Regions from separate parts of the Rattus norvegicus genome. Here region 1 is linked to region 2. A link is a contact called in public Hi-C data. All regions are on one chromosome and are shown on one strand. Each heading gives the region's core, a stretch centred on a gene start, on an enhancer-like site or on the middle of the called end of the contact. The rest is flanking DNA. Distances are from core to core; before and after follow the strand shown. Region 1 holds the start of Rbp1 (retinol binding protein 1). Region 2 overlaps Nmnat3 (nicotinamide nucleotide adenylyltransferase 3).

What was found. Hi-C and Micro-C count contacts between places; a contact is called where the count stands out from the background.
Region 1: a Hi-C map of liver shows a contact between it and region 2, with 2.5 times the contacts expected there. The contact joins the promoter of Rbp1 here to the enhancer-like site in region 2. A contact is called at or near these places in 2 of 12 Hi-C or Micro-C datasets (both in liver).

Annotation. Positions count from the first base shown.
Region 1 is chr8:107,902,210-107,906,264 of GRCr8, reverse strand. It overlaps Rbp1 (retinol binding protein 1), which reads right to left and starts at 1,676. Exons shown (of 4, transcript NM_012733.5): 1 at 1,509-1,676; 2 at 947-1,125. The coding sequence starts at 1,581.
Region 2 is chr8:107,846,256-107,850,508 of GRCr8, reverse strand. All of the region lies in intron 2 of Nmnat3 (nicotinamide nucleotide adenylyltransferase 3), which reads right to left. Among named protein-coding and RNA genes, the nearest start is that of Rbp1, 56 kb to the left of the region's middle. Within about 2 kb of position 1,393, at least 11 of the 93 cell types and tissues checked have an H3K27ac peak or open chromatin away from gene starts, as enhancers often do. A contact at or near this core is called in liver, where this site is marked.

The DNA.
Region 1 (4,055 bases), core at 427-2,926, 55 kb before region 2:
AAAATGCCCTTGGCAAGCTCCCCCTTCCTACAAAGCAAGGCATCGCCTGGAAACAAGCACAAGCCAGGGCTGGACCTAAGACCATGCAAGAGACACTGCTGGAAGCAGGCACAAGCCAGGGCTGGACCTAAGACCATGCAAGAGACACTGCTGGAAGCAGGCACAAGCCAGGGCTAGACCCAAGACCATGCAAGAGACAATGAGGGTATCCTGGCCTCCCAGGAATGTCAGAATGCTGACGGAGGCCTGAGGCTGACCAGAGTCTGCTGTGGTACCGCTAATTGGGGTCTTCGGGTCACTAGTTTCCCACTCTCAGAGGGGCTGGGGCCTCCTTTATCCCTACTGCTTCTTCCTCTGACCCTGGATGCTGCTTACAGTTCTATAGGGTTAGGAACTGGGTGAGAGGTTGAAAGGAAGCGCAGGGCTCAGTGGGTATCAGTGTGAACCAGGGTCAAATCCCAGCTTTGCAGCTGCAGGCCAGGGGACTTCCAGCAGAGGCAAAGGTGTCCCTGCTCCCTTCAGAGACCTTGCACTAGATCACTTGGGTAAAATAACACTGCAGAGGGCTCCCTGTGCCTTCTCTCTTCCTGCTCTCCACCAAAGAGGTCAAGAATTCCAGGCCCCTCCCCACCACTCTATCCATTGATTACGTTGATTTTATCTTTAAAATGAACAAGCTCCTATCTCCTCACAGTTAGGGTGAGCCTCGGTGAGGCCATGTGTGTCTGAGCACTTGGCAGGGTTGGAGCCTTCACAGCTGACCAAACAATCGATTCTGTCCGGCCACCAACACTTGAAGGGTGGGTTTAGCCTACCCTGGGACTCTGGGGCCTGGAGGGAAGATCCAGTGTTTCCCAATACCGGATCTTTTCTCCCTCCAATGAGCTAACCCAGCTCTAGGATAGAACCAGAGGGCAGGAGACACCAAGGGCTCCAAGGGTCTCACCATGCACTTGCGGTCATCTATGCCTGTCAGATCCTCCTCGAACTCCTTCCCAACTTGGAAGTCCATGATATAGTTTCGAAAAGTGCTCAGCGTGCGGATGATCATGTGGTCGCCATCCTGCACGATCTCTTTGTCCGGCTTCAGCAAGTTGGCGATTTTTCGCAAGGCCACGTTGACATCTACAAGGGGTGCAGAGAGAGCAGCGGCAGAGTTGTCAAGAAAACTCAGAGAAGAAAGGATCCCCTAGGTAGCGGGCTTCCCAGGTAGCGGAACAAGGTTGAGATTCCAGCTCACTTAGAGGGCCATCCGTGTCTTGCCCTCTTTAGAAAACAAAGTTTTGTTCTGTTTTGTTTTTCTTTGCTAGACCTTTAAAAACAAACTAGCAAAGCTGACCCAGCTCTAGTGATTGAATTATCTACCTCTGGGGATAGCTATCTGACTCTTGCCACCAATTAATCCTAACAGCTAGGGCCCTCTAGTTGGCAGCAGCCAGCAGCGCTCTGGTCTGGGTGGCAGGGTCTGCGGGGAGCCCGGGGTTGTGCACCGCGCGGGTCACGCTTACCGAGCGCACGCAGGTACTCCTCGAAATTCTCGTTGCTCAGCATCTTCCAGTACCCGTTGAAGTCCACAGGCATTTTGGGGACAGACTGGGGATCGCCCGACACGGAGAAGGCGGGAGCGGCTGTGGGCTCCGCTGGGACTGTGGCTGCCAATGCGCTCCGGGTGAAGGGCGGCCCGGAAATGGGCGCCCTCCGGGGACACGGGGCTCCGTGGGGCGGCGACTGCTGGATTCGGAGAGTGCACAAAGCCCGCAGGAGGGTCCATTGTAGCGATCCCTCCTCCCAGTGTGAGAGGGCGGGGCGGGAATAGGGGCGGGGCTGGGGGCGGGGCCAGGTTTGTCCCTGCTGTGGGCCACCTTCAGTTCAGACCTTCCATTCGTTCTTTTCACCTCCCCAGCCTAGAAAGAAGAGGTGTGGAAAGGCAAGGGTTGCTCTTGGTCCTAGTTTCTGTGTACCCCTCCCCACTTCCCTAGGGACTCCTTCAAACACCTGAAATTCTCACCCCCAGGCCTCCTGAGTGTTGAAAACACATCTCCTTCAGGTTTGCTAGCGTTATTAAGGAAGAGGCCATTTACTGGCCTTTGTCTCAAGCTCTGTGTCAGTGGTCTGGCCAGTTCCTAAAAAGCTGATCTGTTTAACTCTGGGGACGAAGAGCAGAGCAACTGCCCACAGCTCTCCCAGGAAATAAAGCAAAGTTGGTGGTCCTAAATGTGCACTGGACAGGAAAACGCTCCAGGTGAACCCATGCACGGAGGTCAGAGACCCAAGGCCTTCTGCTCACGTGGACGGACACTCTTCTGTGGGATAGTGTGTTTTTGTCTTCTTCCAGGGAAGGACAGCACAGACCTTTCCTCGATTCTGCACGTTGTTTTTTTTTTAGTTAATATATTCTGGGCCCTTTCCATACCTGTGCACTGAACGACGCCTCATTGTTTCTGTAGACTTCCATTACTATCTTCAGTGCCTATTTGCCTGGGTCGGAATGGGGTGGGGGTAGGGGTGGGCGTGTTCTGTGGCTTCTGATCCTCTGCTGCCATTGGCAACGGTAGCAGTGAAGACCTTTATCTCATCTCACCTGCTACCTGTGTGCTACAAAGAGATGACAGTGTCTGACTTTTTGACCTACTAAAGACTAAATATTTCTTTAAAAAAAATTTTTTTAGCACAGATCAGCACCTGGGAGCCTGTGGAATGAGGTATGGTATGCTTTCTTCTTGGCGAAGAAGAACTATGCCTCCCCCATTCCTCAGAGTATTTGGCTAAACGAGGAAAGGGCACCATCCCATCCCCTCAGGGTAGGGCAAGTGTCCTCTGGGAGAAAGGTTGGAATTTTAGCCCTCCTCGCTCACTCAGGGACTCCCTTGCTGAACACCAGGGGCTCTCAGCCTCAGCACTATTGAAACGAATCTGTTAAGATTTTCAGTAGCACTGCTGGTCCCAGCTCCCTAAAGTTCTGCAAAAATGTCTCCAGATGTTGTCAAGTTCTGAGGTTAGAGAAAAAAATCACCCTGAGTGAGGGCCACAGCTGTATCCCCATCACAGCCTTGGGCTCCATTTGCCCTTTGTTTGCTCTGGCTTGTTTAGGCTGTGGGTTGTTGTCTAGATCCTGGCCCTACGTCCCCTCCCCAGTTAGTGCAGAACTCAGGTCGAGACTGCCTGTCCCAGCCACATCTAAGGTAAAGGTATAAGAAGTCTTCTGCCACTCATGGGCATAGGTCCCGCTTTGGCCCAGATTGTCTAGTCCAAGACGTTGTGTGAGCGGCAGCTGAGGCACACAGCTTCCTTGTCATCCTGACTCACTGGAATGGAGGGTTGGGTAGAGGTTTGAATGCTGAGTAAATGGTTCCTCAGCCACCCCCAACGAGTCTAAAGTCTTTCCCGGCGCCCTCCCCAGCTACTTCCCTTTGTGCCCTGAGATGAGTCTCCTGGGATGGTTTATGCCAAAGCCTAGTGCAGTGCTTGACACATAGTAGGGACAGTGAGCCCTAGTCTGTTGCTGAACTTAGAGCGGCTCCTAATGTTCCAGACAGAGGCTGCTCCAGATCTCCGCTATTCATCAGGGAGGACACAGATCTGGCCACTCCTCCTTTCACTGGCCATTTTCACCATCACCTGGTCCCTTGACCTTTACTCTGAGCTTGTTTGCTGAGCACACAGCACATTAGCCAGTTAGTTTACTGTCTCTGTCTTTGTCTAGTGCTCTAAATAGGTCCAAAAGCTCTTGCTCTCCTAGGAGGCTTTCTGTAGTAAACAGGGCAGCAGTGGTGTTCAACCTGTGGGTGGTAACTCTTTTGGAAGGGGGTGTCAAATGACCCTTTCATGGGGGTCGCCTAAGACACAGATAGTTACATTTTAATTCATTAACAGTAGCAAACTTACAGTTATGGAATAGCAACAAAATAATTTTATGGTCAGGGTCACCACAATATGAGGAATCATTTAAAGGGTCACATTAGGAAGGTTGAGAGCCAGTGAGTGAGGGTTTCTCTTGTGGTGATAAAACAAAGGCAACTTATAGAAGGGTTTATGATTGGCTTAACACTCTGGAA
Region 2 (4,253 bases), core at 144-2,643:
GACGTCTGGGCAAGGGGTAGCTAAGCTTGCCGGGGCTAAGAAGGACTTGCTACTGCTGGTCTGTCAGAATGGGGTCCTTTCACGGTGCTACTTTGGGGGGAATGTGATAGAGGAAAGGCCTCTTTGGAACTGACCTGAAAAATGTGACCATCTTTGCCAGCGAGGCTGGGCTTTAATAAAACATTATTGCTACTTAAAACACTGGCAGCCTCACAAACCAGGGAGCAGAGACTTAATGGCATTCCAAACTAAAGACCGCATTATTTCCACGGAGAATGCCTTGGCGCGCTTATCAGCATTTTATTAAGATGCACCACACCAGTCTTAATCAAAACTGCACATATCAAAACAATTGAGATAAAGGGTGGACAATGTCAGGGTGTGGCTGGCTGGGAGCTCTGCAATCCCTTTTCTGTTTCACAGGTTTAGTTCTGTGCTCAGTAGGAACAGAGAAAGAAGAGGTCCCTGAGCTCTGGACAACTGGCCCTGCCCACACCGGCTCTCTCTTCTCCCTCATTTCTCTTTCTTTGGCTGTACTGGTCGAAAGCATCCTGGAAACAAGGCCTTGAAAGGGAAATATCTAAGACATATCAACAGTAACTGTTGCAGATGCTTTGGGGAGTTGAGGAAACATTGGAAGAGAGCTGGAGGATAGCAGGTTCTTTTAAAAAAAAACCCAGGATTTCAACCAAAGGGATAAGCCTGCTTTTAAAAGGAGATTATTGTGATTAAACCTAGCTTCCAAGAGGCCCGGAAAGCATGCTCTCTCTACCTGAGGATGCTGAAGCTATGGGGCCACTGAGTACTCTTTAAAAAATTTTTCCTTATCAGATTCCAAGCACATTTAACACTCTTTGTATTTTTTTTTTCTTCAGCCAGAGAGTCTTTATCCCTTTGCAGCCTGGTGCTCTTGCAAATCAGCAGTTCTCATTCCTTTCCGAGGCCAGGCGTACCTGGGCTGTGGAGGCCTGGGGTACAGGAAAAAGCAGATCCAGGTAGCCTCCAGCCCTAAAGTGGAGTCTGCAGCTTCAGGTGTGTGCAGTGCCCTCCCTCCTCGGTGCCCTCGGTGCTCACAGCTCTCCCATCTGCTCTTGATCTCTCTTTGTCTGTGCAGTGTCTTCCTTTCAACAAGCAAACCTCTTCCCACACACTCTAAAGCCCTCCAGAACCTTTCTATGCAGAGCGCACCAGTGGGTGGTTTCTTTTTCATTCACTGCCAAATGTCCTGCTTTCTTTGTGTGCACCTTTGTAACGATCTGGGAGAGTAAACAAGAAAGCAGCCATATTTCCTGGGGTCTAAACTTTTCTTCCCCGCCTGTCTACAAGGGATTAAGACTTAAAAAAAAAGTATGTTGTTATTTGGCCTGTGTGCTCACGCCAGGGCACTGGTATTGAGGTCAGAGGATAAAGCTCACGAGTCCATTCTCTCCTCTAATTCTCTTCCGGGAATTAAACTCTGGTCATCAAGTTTGGTGGCAGGCACCTTTACCTGCTGAGCCATCTCTTTAGCCCTTTTAATATATATTTTTCTTTTCCATAGAGAGGATTTTTGGTCTGCTCTTCATACCCACCTCTGCAATCGTTTACAGGCACTTGGCATTGGCTGGATGACAGTGCTTCTGCTTGTATGAGTTGTTACAAAGCCCCTGGTGGTGGTGGCTGCTTGCACGGGTCCGATATGTGCACAGGCTATTAGAACCTATTCATTTGCATGGATGCCTTTGTGTGTGCGAGCTCCCCCTCCCATCTCTCCCCCTGTTGTGTACATCTCTGTCTGATAAACCTAGTGTTTGTCTTTTAAGAATGCCACAAACGCCCAGCAGTTCTGTTGCTCTACCCAGACAAGACACTGATGGCCTTGAGCTCCAGGGGCTCACATGCTCCCAGAGGCTCTCAAATCCAGAGGCCTTGAGAACCAGTAGCCTATGGCTCCAAGCTTCTAAAGCCGGAGGCTCATTGTTCTAGGGGCTCAAGGTAGATGTCAGGACACCCAGCCGCCAAAATTACAGCCCTAGAGCTTTGACTGGGACCTTTGACATCCGTCAGCTCTCTTGAATTCATCCAGGTACCAGCGCTTGAAGCCCTTATAGCATTGCCTTGGGAGAGCCCATCCTTTTCCACAATTTCAGTCTCTCTAGTGTCTTGCATTTGCTATCCATTGTAGCCTTAGTGTCTTCCAGATCCTGCTGTGGGTTGGGAGCTCTTTGGCTGCCTTAGTGCTATAGTGTGGAGCTTCGAGTATCACGGTTCTAACCTGTGGGAGCTCTCTACAGCACTAGGCTTTGGATAACGGGGCCCGTACTTCTAAGCACCTCTAGGTTGACAGCTTAAGGGAAAGTCCTACCAGTTGTCATTCCAGGGGCCATATGGCTACTCCCCCAGTCCTGTTTACTTGACAAAAAAAATAAAGGGTGCTTATAGTAAAGGTTTAGAAAAATGTGTGTGTGTGTGTGTGTGTGTGTGTGTGTGTGTGTGTGTGTGTTAGCAGTATTTAACAGTGCCAAACTCCTAGGTAAACACAAGAGGTAGGAGTTAGGTCTTTCTGTATCAAAAGTGGATCTCTCTAAATTAGTTTCATTTACTTACTTATTTTGAGATGCGTCTCATGTAGTCCAGGCTGGCTTTGATTTTACTATTTAGCCTGCACTGGGGTTCAAACTTCCTGTCTTCCTGTCTCTACCCACTATGTGCTGGGAATATAGGTGCGTGCCAGTGGTTTTTTAAGCACTTAGAAAATTCGAGGCTCTTGTGGCTTCTCAGAAGCTGACTACCCTCTTCTTCTTGGGGGCCTCGGGTCTGGAAAGCCGGTGTGAAGGTTCTGTAGGGACGGGCTGCCAGCAGGCACTTCTGACTAGGTGTATGGCCCTTCATCTTACTGGGAAGTAGGTCAAATCTGCCTTGAATGCCTCTGTTTGATGGAACCCATGCAAAGCGGCTCTTCTCCTTACAACCAGATAACCCGGCAGGTGAGGAATCTGCCATTTCATCTGTTCCCAACGGTCAGACTTCCTACAAAACTCAGGAAATTATGTCACCGGAATCCCTTCCTTCACTTATACAACGAGATTAAATGATACCACACCTTTCAAAAGCCTTGGTGTAGCAATCAAATGCATTAGGATAGGGAACAGAAACCAGGCTGTGGGCAGACACGGTGGGTGGCACACAGGAAATACCACTGAATCTCAAAATTTTAACCCCGCCTCCTTTTCTCACCACAAGCACTATTTCCTCTCAGACATTCATAAATATGGAGACAGCCCTCATGGGCCTGGAGGGAGGCTCATGAGCCCTCAGCCTCAGGGAGGTAGCCGGCCACGGGATGGTCAGTGCTGGCACATGGGCTAGCCTCTGGATTTCAGAAGAGGCTCAGAGAAAGGTAGCCTGGCTTTTGTGGAGACTGGACAGATAAGTGGGCCACCCTCAGTGAGGATGGCGACATAGGGAAGGGAAGCCTTGCTAATCAAATCAATTCTTTCTGTTTTAATTGTATTGAAAGGAGACTTTTAAAAAAAATTCCAGGAACGAATGAAGCTTGCTGACTCCGTGACTCTGCACGAGTCTCCTTGCCTGTTTCTCGATACATTTTCAATTTACCTTCATGGTAATTTACACTTAAGGAAACTATCCAAGATTTGCCAAGGGATTCAATAAAATAGGTCATGGAGTTAAATGCTGTGTCGGAACACGGGGCTCAATTTTATGGATAAAATTTAAACTGCTTAGCTCCCCCCCCTGCCCCGCCTTCATGTTAAGACTAATAATTACCCAGTGTACAGAAGCCAGGGCACCACTTTCCTAATTCTTTAAGCACATCTGGAAGGGTGGTGGACTCTGCCCTCAAGGTTAACACATTGAATTAGGGAAGAGACCTGAGTGACCCAGGAGTCAACCTCTCAGCACCTGAAACCAGGCAGCAACAAAATCCTGGAACGGGATTCTGCTGAAGACAGACTCTGGGGAGAACGATCAGAGGAGGCAAGGTAATTCTGGCACCGACATCAGCTCCTCAGAGGCCTGCAAAGGGCCACCATCGCACCTTTGTTGAGCACCCAAGCTGCTCTCTGGGCAGTGGGCTTTAGCAGTTTCACTTTTCCCTGGTGAGAAGGGAATCAGGTGGAGAGACGCATACCTTCTTTTCAGCCACCCAGGGCTATGTTAGTCACCCAGGCAGGGGCTCCAAAGTAAACAAGGACCACTTTGTATAATGCTCAGATTAGCAATTTTATGAGTGCAGGATAAAGGGAACTGGG